Regions from separate parts of the Sus scrofa genome. Here region 2 is linked to region 1. A link is a contact called in public Hi-C data. All regions are on one chromosome and are shown on one strand. Each heading gives the region's core, a stretch centred on a gene start, on an enhancer-like site or on the middle of the called end of the contact. The rest is flanking DNA. Distances are from core to core; before and after follow the strand shown. Region 1 holds the start of C7H6orf136 (chromosome 7 open reading frame, human C6orf136). Region 2 holds the start of NRM (nurim (nuclear envelope membrane protein)).

What was found. Hi-C and Micro-C count contacts between places; a contact is called where the count stands out from the background.
Region 2: a contact with region 1 is called in a Hi-C map of skeletal muscle, with 5 times the contacts expected there. The contact joins the promoter of NRM here to the promoter of C7H6orf136 in region 1. A contact is called at or near these places in 4 of 47 Hi-C or Micro-C datasets (fetal liver, heart right ventricle, liver and 1 more) and 1 of 2 datasets of contacts at active chromatin or transcription factors (alveolar macrophages).

The regions. Positions count from the first base shown.
Region 1 is chr7:23,181,239-23,187,564 of Sscrofa11.1, reverse strand. C7H6orf136 (chromosome 7 open reading frame, human C6orf136) reads right to left here and starts at 1,835. Exons shown (of 6, transcript NM_001243459.1): 1 at 1,667-1,835; 2 at 1-377. The coding sequence starts at 1,738. It overlaps ATAT1 (alpha tubulin acetyltransferase 1), which reads right to left. Exons shown (of 9, transcript NM_001123123.1): 8 at 6,062-6,133; 9 at 5,670-5,917. The coding sequence ends at 5,670.
Region 2 is chr7:23,223,891-23,229,503 of Sscrofa11.1, reverse strand. It overlaps NRM (nurim (nuclear envelope membrane protein)), which reads left to right and starts at 4,008. Exons shown (of 4, transcript NM_001123151.1): 1 at 4,008-4,140; 2 at 4,990-5,186. The coding sequence starts at 4,008.

The DNA of each region.
Region 1 (6,326 bases), core at 586-3,085:
ATAGCCAGGTGCTCCTCCATACTTGGATCTCCTGAAGGAGTGGCAGGGGAAGGGTGGGCGGTCCCAGGGGCTTGGAAAGGTATCAGAGCCCCAGGACAGGGGAAGGGAGGTCCCTCAAATAGGCTCCTAAGCCCATCCAGGCAGCCGCTATGTAACTCGGGTCCTGGTCCCTCCTCCACCTGTCCTGGGGGCTGAACCACCCATGGTGAGGTGAGGGCTTGGACCTGAGGGAGGGGTAGTGAGGGAGCTCGGGGAAGAGGCTGGGTGGGAGGGCGTGGCGGTGGGGGAGACCAGAGAAGAGGCAAAGATGGAGAAATGGTTGTGGTGGAGTGGGGCCAAAGGGGTGGGAATGGTAGAGCCCTTGGAGAAAGCTGGTCCTAGGGAGGAGAAAAAAAGGGAGAAAGATAAAAATGCAGCTACATAATGCCCCTCCATCCAAACTGCCCGTTAACACGCTTCCGATCCCACTTGCTCTTCCTGACACGAGATGGAATTACTAGAGGAAAAATTCATCTCCATCTCTACTTAAGAGGAAACACTTTCTTGTGACAAAAGTACAAATGCCTCTCCCAAACATTAGCAATTAACTTTAGATTTAAGATTTCAACATTATTTGGGGGCAAGTTTGCCTCTCTCAAATGTGCAAGAATCCACATTTGAAGAATGACCAAATGAATGAATTAACAGGTCTCATAGATAAAATGATGTGGCCTGTAACACAGCTCCACGAGTGTGTGAGGCAGATGTATAGAGAAAAGAACATCCAACTGGAACTAGGAGACTTGAGTTCCAATTCTGTATGCAACCTTCAGGCACTCTCATTCCCTAAGCCTGAGTTTCCATTAAATGTCCTATAAACGAGAACTGTGAAGCCACAGAGTTATTATGAGGACTATATGAGATAATAAATATAAATAAAACTGCCTCCTGTAAAGCAATATATAAATGTAAGCTCATCATCTGGGCTCCTCTAATGACACGGAAAAGCCCAGGAGACTGTTAAAGGCTGGATGGACCTGGTTTACTGACGGTGAAACATCAATAAGGGGGAGGTTACCCCAAATCAGGCCTAAGCTCCCAAGAAAACCTCTAGGGGTCTCATTATCTAGGGGGGGACGGGCGGGCCGCGCAGGTACCTCCGTCCCCGACCGTGTCCCGGTGGCGCCGTCTCCGCCGGGGGCGTGGCCATCTTGCCCGCCCAGGCGCAGGGGCCTGAACCGGGTCCACCTGGGCCGGCCTTCCCGCCGGGACCGCTATCCGGGTGCAAGATGCGCGGGCTGCACAGCGCGGCCCGCAGGTCCGTCTGGTCGGCTCCTGGGCGGCAACGCGAACCTCTCCGCCCCCTGCCCTTCAAATCACCTCCAGACACAGGTAACCGCAGAGACGCGGGCGAAATGCGGACGAGCCCCGCCGCCCCAGCTTCAACCCCGCCTGCCTCCGCAGACCCGGGAAAACGCGCAGCCCATTGCGCATCAGGGCTGGCGACGCCAACCTCGCGTCCCCGCGACCCCTCGCCCCTCCACGCGCCGCTGGGCACAGGTGGGAAGGAATAGTGGGACGTCACCGCGCCTGCGCAGAACGGGACGCGCGCTCCGCCCCGGCTCTGAGGAGGGTCTCTCCCCGCCCCCTCCTCTCCCCTCCCCTCCCGCTTCCTCTCTGCTCTCACCTGGGGACGAGCCTGATAGGCACGGAGGCAGGAGCCGAGACGCCGGGCCGCCCCCCGGCTGGGCTGGTACATGATCTTCCGGGAGTGGAGAGAGCGCCTCTGGTGTCCGGTCTCCGGCCTCCTCACAGGGGTGAGCGCGCCCCGGAGCCGGCTTCTTGAAGGGGAAAGGAGGGGGGGTGAGGGACTGAGGGGAGGGAAACCGAGATGTTGCGCGCTTGCGCACTGCGGCGGGTTCCAGGGAGGCGGTGAGGCGCTGATCTGCAGTAAGTGCGCCTGCGCTAGCCGGATCGGAGGCTGCCTCAAGAGCGCTTGCGCAGTGGATTAGCGGCCTTGAGCAAGGCTCTCACCTGCGGCGCTTGCGCAAAAGTCGGAGATGATGGGGCTGAGCAGGGTGTGCCACGAATGAGGGGTGGGTTTGAAATAATGACAGTCGCATTTTTCATTAACTCTTGTGATAAAAATAAATACTTTATTTCTGTGGTTAAAAATAAGATACAAATGACTTGGCACTGATAAGAACGCCTGTCCAATGAATGAAAGGATGGATATATCCACTGTGAGGGTAAGCTTTGGCTACGTCCTGTGTGTGAGAGAGAAATAATACTGACTTTAAAGGTGTGAGAGGGAGCTGTGGTCACCAAGGCCTGGTACTGCGACTTTCCTGCAAGTTTCGAATGAACCTGGCGTTGAACATGTCCCCACCCATTGTCCAGGACCGGGCTGGTGGAGCCTGGGCCTGTGGAGGAACTGTGTGCAAGGGTTCTTCCCCAGACCCATCCTGTGACAAGACCTGCTCCTCACTGGCAGACCTAGTAGGCGGGGAGGGAGATAGAGAGTGGGTTACCGGGGTACACAGTGAGAATTAATATCACAGCTTCTTCAAAGTCTGTCGGTCTAGTGTAAAGGACATGTGATGGGGTATGAGGCTGGAACCATTAGTGCTATGTCCCAACTTGAAACCCCTCAGAGAACGCCAAAGGGAAGCAGTGAAGTTGAACCTAGGGGGAAAGAGGCTTGTAGGATGTTAGGTCAAAGGCTTTGTGGGAGGAACTGATACTCAATTCAGAGTGAGATTTAGGAGGAAGCAGCCGAGAGTGATGTTGGGAAAGAAGTCTGAGGCGGTGGGAGGCTGGTAGGGGAGGGGCTCAGACCTCACCTATTCTCTGTTTCCTGCTCCCCCTGCTTCAGTTCTTGGCTGCCTGTGGAAATACCAGGCATGTGTATGGGAAGTCTGGAGGAGGTTGTGAATATGGCCTTGATTTGAGGGTAAGAAGATGAGTAACTTACCTGTATTGGGGGGTGAGGAATTCACCTGCCCATGGCGGCTATAACAGCAGCTTTGGGCTACCAGCCCTGGGGGAGTCCCCCTGTAGAAGAAATGTGAGATGATGGGGAAGAGGGCCACAGGATGAAATATGGGTGGGTACGGAGGAATTAAGAGGAGAAGAATAAAAGCAACAGCATAGGAATAGAGGGAGGGGTGGTCATCATTCCTATGGGGCTTTAATCTAAGTTGTGTCCCAAAGAAGGGAAGGGAGCTCACTTTATACCCCAAGATTTCCTGGAGCAGTCCTGATTTGCTGCTTTTTTATTTCTGATTGAGGTAATGTGTTAAAAGTAAGGCTAAATGTGATCTAAATCATATCATAAAAACAGATACAAATATAGGCAAAAAAAATTTTGTTGGACCAGGTGCCCTGATGTTTGGTTTGGAAAACATGGTTACCTTAATTATCAGATACCTCAGCCGGAGGGAAACAGGGAGTGACAAGGATGAATTTAGGAGGACAAGGATTATCTTGAGAAAGAGATCCAAGGGTTTAGTGAGAGAGAGGCCAGGAAATCAGAGTGGGAACAGGAATCCAGGAAACAATTAGGGGACTGTTGTCAGGAGGCAATTAGTGGATTCCAGAGGCATTGGTAAATCTTAACATCTCAGCAAGGGCTAGCCTTGGGTAAAGGGTAGGAGTTATCAGGGAGAGCTAGAGGTTTCTGCAGAGGATGGAGCAGTAGATGTAGATGCCTGCAACAGTGGGATCCAGTGACTACAGTAGAAGAGACAGAATCTGCAGAAGATCCAGCAATGAAGACACCAGATCCTGCAAAAGGGACTCTGAGACTCCTTGCTGGAAGATCTGCAGATCTGAGAGGTGAGGAAGAGAGAGGGACAGAGGTCCTGAGATCCCAGGAAAATAAGGGGTGGAAAATAAGGGGTGACGTACAAATGAGGCTGAGACCTTAAAGGTTTGGGGTTTTTTTTTTTTTTTGAAGTTTTTTCATTGAAAATGTCCATTTAAAAAACACAAAAGAATTCACACTTTATTCAGACAACACTGAGAGGAAGAAGAAAAAGGAGGGGTGAGTCAGAAGAGAGGGAGATCCTGCTCCCAAGGATTTGGGGGAACACAGCAGGGGTACCTGATCTAGCACACATTCAGAGGGTCGGGAGAGGGAAGGGTGTTGTCCACTCTGGGTGTGGAGCAGGGAGGAAGGCTCTTGCTATGGAGGAAGGAAGGAAGGCTAGGGGAAGAGCTCCCCCGCCTCATCTCAAGACAATCTCACGAGACAGGAATCTATCGGCATCTAGCTTCCGGGGAGGGATGGCTGCAAGAGGGTGTTCCAGAAGCTAATAGAGCCTGGAGACTCAGGCTTAGCTTCTGGAACTCGGCCAAGAGTGACCCTGGGGTGCTGGCTGGGATTGACGCCAAGAAGCAAACTCCCTTACAGAACCTGGATCTGGGGGAAGTGGTGGTGTCTGTTAAAAGTGTGGCGAGTCTTTAGAGGCCCAAAGCAGACATAAGCTTGGGGGTCCCCTGACACATACACAGAACATGTGGAAATTAAGTGTTTGGCAATGTTGAGTGATCCCTCTGGGGAGTTGGTAGGTCCCTGTCCTACCTGACTGGACTGCTCTCAGCAGGGCTCATTCACTGGCGGCTGTCAGCAGGTGGAGATGGTGGCTGTGGTCGGTAGCACAAAGCAGTATTAGAGCTACCAGCAGACAGTGTAGAGAGACTATGGGACTTATTCCATGGACAAGACTCTAAATTTAAAAGGTTTCCCTGGCAGAGGAGGCCCTTGGACCTTCCATGGTGTTCTAGAATCTGACAGCAAGCAAGAGTGTGCTTCTCTGGGTAGTTAGTAGAGCCGCCCAATGAAGAGGCTGGCGGCAGGTCAGGCTGTGTGTGGGAGAGTGTAGAGAGCCCAGGTCAGGAGAGGAGGGGTGCTTTCTGTGAAAAGCTAGAAGGTATCAGGCCAGCTGGGACCCTGACAACCCAGTTGTCCAAGACAGGGAAGGGGGAATGCCATGGGCTCTGTCAGGTTCCCCTAGGTCCTGGGGGCTGTGATGGGAGATCAGGTTGGGGGTTCTCAGGAAGAGGGGTCTCTGCCAGGTCTCTCGGGGTGGGGAGGGGGTAAGGGTTGGGGTGGGATGAGCTGTCTGTCAGTATCGACTCTCATCAGAGCGGGGAAGGGAGCTGTGGAAGGATGTTATGGACAGGAGGAAGGGAGAGGGAAAATGGGGGAGAGAGAAAAACAGAAAGAGCAGTCAGAGGTGAAGAGAAAGCCGGGGAGAGAAATAAAGGAGAGGCCCACTCTCTGCTTGCCAGGATGGGATCCTGCCCACGAGGCACTGGCCCGGGGCCAGTGGCTCCCCACACTGTCAGAGATACTGTCCCTCCCCAGCAAGGGTTAAACCACGATTTCCCCATTTGAGAGGCTCAGTCCCTGCCTCCACAGGATCTGTGTCCTTCCTACCCCTCCTCCCAGCTCCCACTGCAGCTAGGGTCCTAGACTCCACAGAGTCCTGTCCTGCCTGCCCCTTCACTGTAATTTGCTTCCAGACCACTCCCACAAATATTTTTCCAATATATGCTTCTCGAGAGGTTTCAGGATGCTCCAGTCCTCCTGTCCTACTGCTTCCTGTCTCTGGTGGATTTACACGACCCTCTGCCATTTCTAACACCTTCTCTCACGGTCAAGGTTCCCTGACCCCCAGTTCCTGTTACCTGGTGCGGCGGCGCTGGGCTGGGCTGCCCCCCGGGTCAGTAGCGAGCAGAAGGCGGGCGGTGGGGTGGGGGGGGCAGAGGCGCAGGGAACGCAGCAGCTCCTGCTCTGGCACAAAGGGGCGGAGGGGACCCCGTTCTGGCGAGTTTCCCAGGCTGCTGGAGCGGGGCGGTGGGTGGGCTGGAGGTGTCGCACGGCGAGGGGCCCTGTTTAGGGGCCAAGGCGGCTCCACAGCCACCTTCAGAACTGGGGAGAGGGAGAAAGAAGAAAAAGGGAAGAGTCATGACAGCACAGATGAGGGTAGGAAAAAAAGAAGTCAGAGCCCTTAGAGGAGACGACTGCTTCCCGGGGCTGAGGCCCCCCAGGCCCAGACCCCCTTCCCAGGCTTACATTCTCGGTCACTAGAGGAGTATGGCTTTATGTCTCCCTCTGCTCTCTTGGGCGGCAGTTTCCGTGCTGGAGCTGGCAGTGGAGAGGACACAGGCAGGGTAAGCATCAGGAAGCAGGCTTTGCCCCCAGCTACTGCCCCCACGACCCCAAACCTCTGATCCCTGACACCACAGTTCCTCCTGGGAAAGGAGAGTTGAGCTCCAGCGCAGAAGCCGCTCTGTGGCAATGCTGTCACACCCAAAGGGAATTTGGGGGAAGGCTGGGG
Region 2 (5,613 bases), core at 2,759-5,258, 40 kb before region 1:
GTAGTGCAGTTTTATTTTGTAAATTTTATTTTTTCTTTGCAGGACCGCATATATGGCATATGGAGGTTCCCAGGCTAGGGGTCAAATCGGAATTATATCTGCTGGCCTACAACACAGCCACAGCAACATCAGCTCCGAGCCATGTCTGTGACGGCTCGGCAATCCTTATCCCACTGAGTGAGGGCAGGGATCGAACCCACAGCCTCATGATTCCTAGTCAGATTTGTTTCCACTGCGCTGCAATGGTAACTCCTATTTTGTAAATTTTACAAGCTGCTTTATTACAAGGATGTGGGGAAATTGGAAGCCAATATACACTGCTGATGGGAATGTAAAATGATCCATCTGCTGTGGTAAGCAGTTTGACAGTTTCTCAAAAAGTTGAACATAAAATTACCATATGGCCAGTATTTCTATTCATAGGTATATACCCAAAAGAATTAAAACAGATGTTCAAACAAATGAGGATGTTCATATCAACACCTTACAAGAGGCGAAAGACGAAAAGTACGCAAATGTTCATTAACAGATAAAGGGATAAAATTGAAGCACATTCATATGGTGGAATATTATTCAGCTGTAAAGGGGGATGAGGATTGTGCTACAGTGTTTTGAGGATGAACCTCAAAAGCATTTTGCAAAGTTAAAGAAGCCAGATGCAAAAGTTCACATTATATGATTCCATTTAATAAGAAATACACAGAATATGTAATCCATAGCGACAGAGAGTAGAGTGGTGGTTGCCAGGGGCTACAGGGGAAAGAAAATGAGGAGAGACTGCCTAATTGGTATGGAATTTTGTTTTGTGGTGGAGAGAAAATGTTTTGGAAGTAGGTAGAGGTGGTGATTTCATGCATTATGAATGTTCTAAATGACTCTGGACTATTATCTATTTATTTATTTATTGCCTTTTTGTCTTTTAGGACCTCACCAGTGGCATATGGAGGTCCCCAGGCTAGGGGTTAAATTGGAGCTGTAGCTGCAGGCCTACCCCACAAGCCAAAACAATGCTGGATCCAAGCCTCATCTGCGACCTACACACGCAGTTCACAGCAACGCCGGGTCCCTAACTCACTGAGCACAGCCAGGGATTGAACTCATGTCCTCATGGATGTTAGTCGGGTTCACTAACTGCTGAGCCACAATGGGAACTCCTCTAGACTGTTATCATTATTTTTTGTCTTTTGTCCTTTTAGGGCCACACCTTCAGCATATGGAGGTTCCCAGGCCAGGAGTCTAATAGGAGCTGTAGCCGCCGGCCTACACCACAACCTAAAGCAATGCTGGATCCGAGCCTCATCTGCAACCTACACCACAGCTCATGGCGTCGCCGGATCCTTAACCCACTGAGCAAGGCCAGGGATTGAATCCGCAACTTCATGGTTCCTAGTCTGATTCATTTCCACTGTGCCACAACAGGAACTCCTGGACTGTTATCTTTAAAATGGTTATATCGGAGTTCCCGTCGTGGCGCAGTGGTTAACGAATCCGACTAGGAACCATGAGGTTGCGGGTTCGGTCCCTGCCCTTGCTCAGTGGGTTAACGATCCGGCGTTGCCGTGAGCTGTGGTGTAGGTTGCAGACGCGGCTCGGATCCCACGTTGCTGTGGCTCTGGCGTAGGCCAGTGGCTACAGCTCCGATTCGACCCCTAGCCGGGAACCTCCATATGCCGTGGGAGCGGCCCAAAGAAATAGCAAAAAGACAAAAAAATAAAATAAAAAAAATAAATAAATAAAATAAAATGGTTATATCATGGTGTATGTGTATTTCAGTTTTTTTAAAAATGCTGATTAGTTTTGTGCACTTTACTGCAGGTAAGTTATATTTAAGTTCGGAAATTTTCATTGTAGTAGAAATAGCGTGAGCTTTGTCAAACACTGTGCTGGCTCCTCCATCACGCCCATGGCACTTGGAAGTTCTGGGGCAACCGGAGCCACAGCAGCCACGCCAGATCCTTAACCTGCTGTGCCACCAGGGAAGTCCCAGTTCCTAATCTCACAATATTTATTAAGTACAGCCATTGTGGGTGTGCCACGCTGTAGGACCCAAACAAATATTAGTCCCCTTGTATTTGCTCAAAGCCTTGTACTGTGCAAAACTGTCCTTGAGGTCCACTGGGTGCCTTACAGCACCTGCTGTCTAATGGGACTGCTCGCATTTAAATTTCTAGAGAATAAAGATCTTTTCTAATGCTTCCCATGAATCCTACGGCTTGTACATTGTGTATAAAAGTTTCAGGATCGTAACAGGAAACGATGGCACAAATTAGGATAATTTGGAGAGTTTATTTAATGAAGTGAAAATTAAAGAGAAATCACAAAGAATAATGAAATACCCCAGTATCCACAGCTCTGTTGTGACCACCTTTAAACCCAAAAAATTGGAGAGGAGGGAACAGTTACACAGAGAGGTTTCCCTCAAATGCTTTGATTTTCATTGATGTAGTCAATTCAGGACAACTTCCTGAGGCAGCAGGATGGAGAGAGTGAATCAGAAGGGAAAACAGGGTATCTGGTACAGTATACAGTAGCGTTGATTCAGAGGAGAGTGGGAGGGAGGAGAATGAAGTTAGTCTGTGGGATGCTCTCCAGCAATTTCATCATCCCTGAGCCCACAGGACTAGCAGCTTTTTTTTTTTTTTTTTTGTCTTTTTAGGGCCACACCCATGGCATATGGAGGTTCCCAGGCTAGGGGTCTAATCGGAGCTACAGCTGCTGGCCTACACCAGAGCTCGCAGCAACGCCAGATCCTTAACTCACTGAGCAAGGCCAGGGGTCAAACCCACATCCTCATTGATACTAGTCGGGTTCATAACCCACTGAGCCACCATGGGAACTCCCTGGAGTTTGATTTTTATTTTTTATTTTATTTTATTTTTTGTCTTTTCTAAGGCTGCTCCCACGGCATATGGAAGTTCCCAGGCTAGGGGTCTAATCAGAGCTGTAGTTGCCGGCCTACACCAAAGCCACGGCAACATGGGATCCGAGCCATGTCTTTGACCTACACCACAGCTCACGGCAACGCCGGATTCTTAACCCACTGAGCAAGGCCAGGGATCGAACCTGCAACCCCATGGTTCCTAGTCGTATTTGTTAACCACTGAGCCATGACGGGAACTCCTGGAGTTTGATTTTTCGATGTAAATGGTAGTCTGTAGGAATTACAAACAGGAGTATAGGAAAAACTTAACAAAATATCTTTGAGGTTTCTGACTTGTGGAGTCAAATTAATGAGGTTGAAGGCTAAAGTCATAGGTAGTTAATTATCACAGCTTGGATGAAATTAACCTACAAGGTTTACAACTGTAATAAAATTTTCTATCAAATACTTTAACATTGTTACTCTCATAGTTACAAAGCAATAGCCTTTGGCATTATTAGAACAAATCTTTCAGTGGTACAGACAACTTCTCTGCCTTTAGCAAACAGAGAGGAACAACTCAACAGTAAGTTATAGAATAAGCATTAATTTGTGGTAAAATAGTAACTCTTTCATCCAGCAAGATATAATAGGTGATTCAGAGCTGTGGGTTCTCAGCCTGGGTCAACAGTCTTCTGTTCTCTCACCTTTCATTATTAAAGTGTTAACTGAGGCTTTGTGACCTCTCACTCTGGCTATTTTCTATCAAAGCTATTGAAGGAAAGGGGGTTCATAATGCTCTGTTTCTGCAAGAATCCTTCAAAAGAGGAATTGACTTCATTTTAGATGCGAAAACTAGCCGAGCTGTGGAATCAAGCCACGTGAGTGACTGCACAGCCCTTGCCCTTTTCACCTCTCACTTGGGATTCTAACATTCCCTTCTGTGACGCGGAGATCGCAGGCTCCCGGGGATCCATCCTGCAGCCTGGTGGTGGAGAACCGCGCGCGCGCCTGCCGGAAGCCCGGACGCCCGCGCGCAGGAGCCCCGCCCTCCTGGGCGAGGTCCCCGGCGGGAGGCGGGTCCGGGGCGGGGCCTGCAGCCGCGGGAATCCCAAACCCGCCCCTTTCCCCACCTCTGTTTCTCGCCATGGCCCCTGCACTGCTCCTCGTCCCTGCTGCCCTCGCATCTTTCATCCTGGCCTTTGGCACCGGAGTGGAGTTCGTGCGCTTTACCTCCCTTCGGCCACTTCTTGGAGGGATCCCGGAGTCTGGTGGTCCGGGTGAGCGGGAGGGGCCGAGGACGAGCTCTGGGGTAGGGGGGTGGAGCCGGAGCCGAGGGAGCGGGGGCGGGGTTTGGAGACAAATGACAGGGGAAGTCCAGGAGAGGGAACTGGAACCGTGAAAGCCGCCGAGGAGCTGCAGTGGAGACCAAAGGGCTAAATTGGGAACCCAGGGATTAGCGGTTTGGAGAGGCGGGAGAGTGAGGCTGAGGGGGAGGGAAAGGGCGATGAAGAGAGTATTCCAATGAAAGTGCTTCGTAAAGAGGACTAAGGAGAAGAGTGTTATAAAGAGGGAGTATTAGGAGAACTGAAACAAGAAGGGCAGTCCAACAGTGGGTGGCCTCTGCAGCCATGCGTTTCATGACTATCCAACACGAATCCTTTTCCTCTGAAGGAGGTCTGGGGAAGAGGGAAGAAACAGGGAAGAAAAACAGGAAACAAGAGGGAAGAAAAATGAGGTGGGGAGTTCCTCTTGTGGCTCAGTGGATTAGGAACCTGACATAGTATCCGTGAGGGTGCGGGTTGGATCCCTTAGTCAGTGGGTGAAGGCTCTGGTGGTGTAAGCTGCAGCGTGGGTTACAGATCTAGCTCAGATCTGATGTTGCCGTGGCTATGGTGTAGGTCTGCAGTGCAGCTCCAAGGCTACCCCTAGCCCAGGAACTTCCGTATGCCACAGGTATGGCCCTAAAAAGAAAACAAAACAAAAAAGAAAAGTGAGGTGGGCAAAGCCTAGAGAGGAAGCATTAGGCTCTTGAAAACATTAAGGGATGTGGTCCTAAGATGAAATAAGGGTCAGGAGTGTTGCCCACCATCTTCTTGATTTGTGTCCGTTTTTCCAACTCCCGCTAGATGCTCGCCAGGGCTGGCTGGCTGCCCTGCAGGACCAAAGCATCTTGGTCCCTCTGGCTTGGGATCTGGGGCTCCTGCTACTATTTGTGGGGCAGCACAGCCTCATGGCAACTGAGACAGTGAAAGCATGGATGTCCCGGTACTTTGGGGTCCTTCAGAGGTCACTGTACGTGGCATGCACTGCCCTGGCCTTGCAGGTATGGAGCCCTGGCAACTAAGTCCCCAAGGGAAACAGTCTGTGGGAAAGATGCTGTCCATTGGCAAGGCAAGGGCCTTAGGTTTTCTGATAAAATGTGGATTGAGGAGGAGAACTGAAGGTGTTCAGGACTGTAACCTCAGCTTCCATTCCTCCACAGCACAAATCCTACTTTTTATCAAGAAGGATGTACTGCTTGTCATTCCCCGAGCACGATATGTGCATTCTCACCCTTGCAACTTTGTTCCTGTTGTCCTGCTTGAGATACCCTTGTTCGCTCCTCTTCAGTCCCATCCTTTCTTCACAACCACCTCCCTAGGTTTCAAAGAAGGCTTCCCAGTTGCTACTCATCTGTCTTCCCAGTGGGTGCTTGGCATAGGCTACTTTGTGACCCTATCTGGTTACTCACATCCATTCTGTAACTCCTC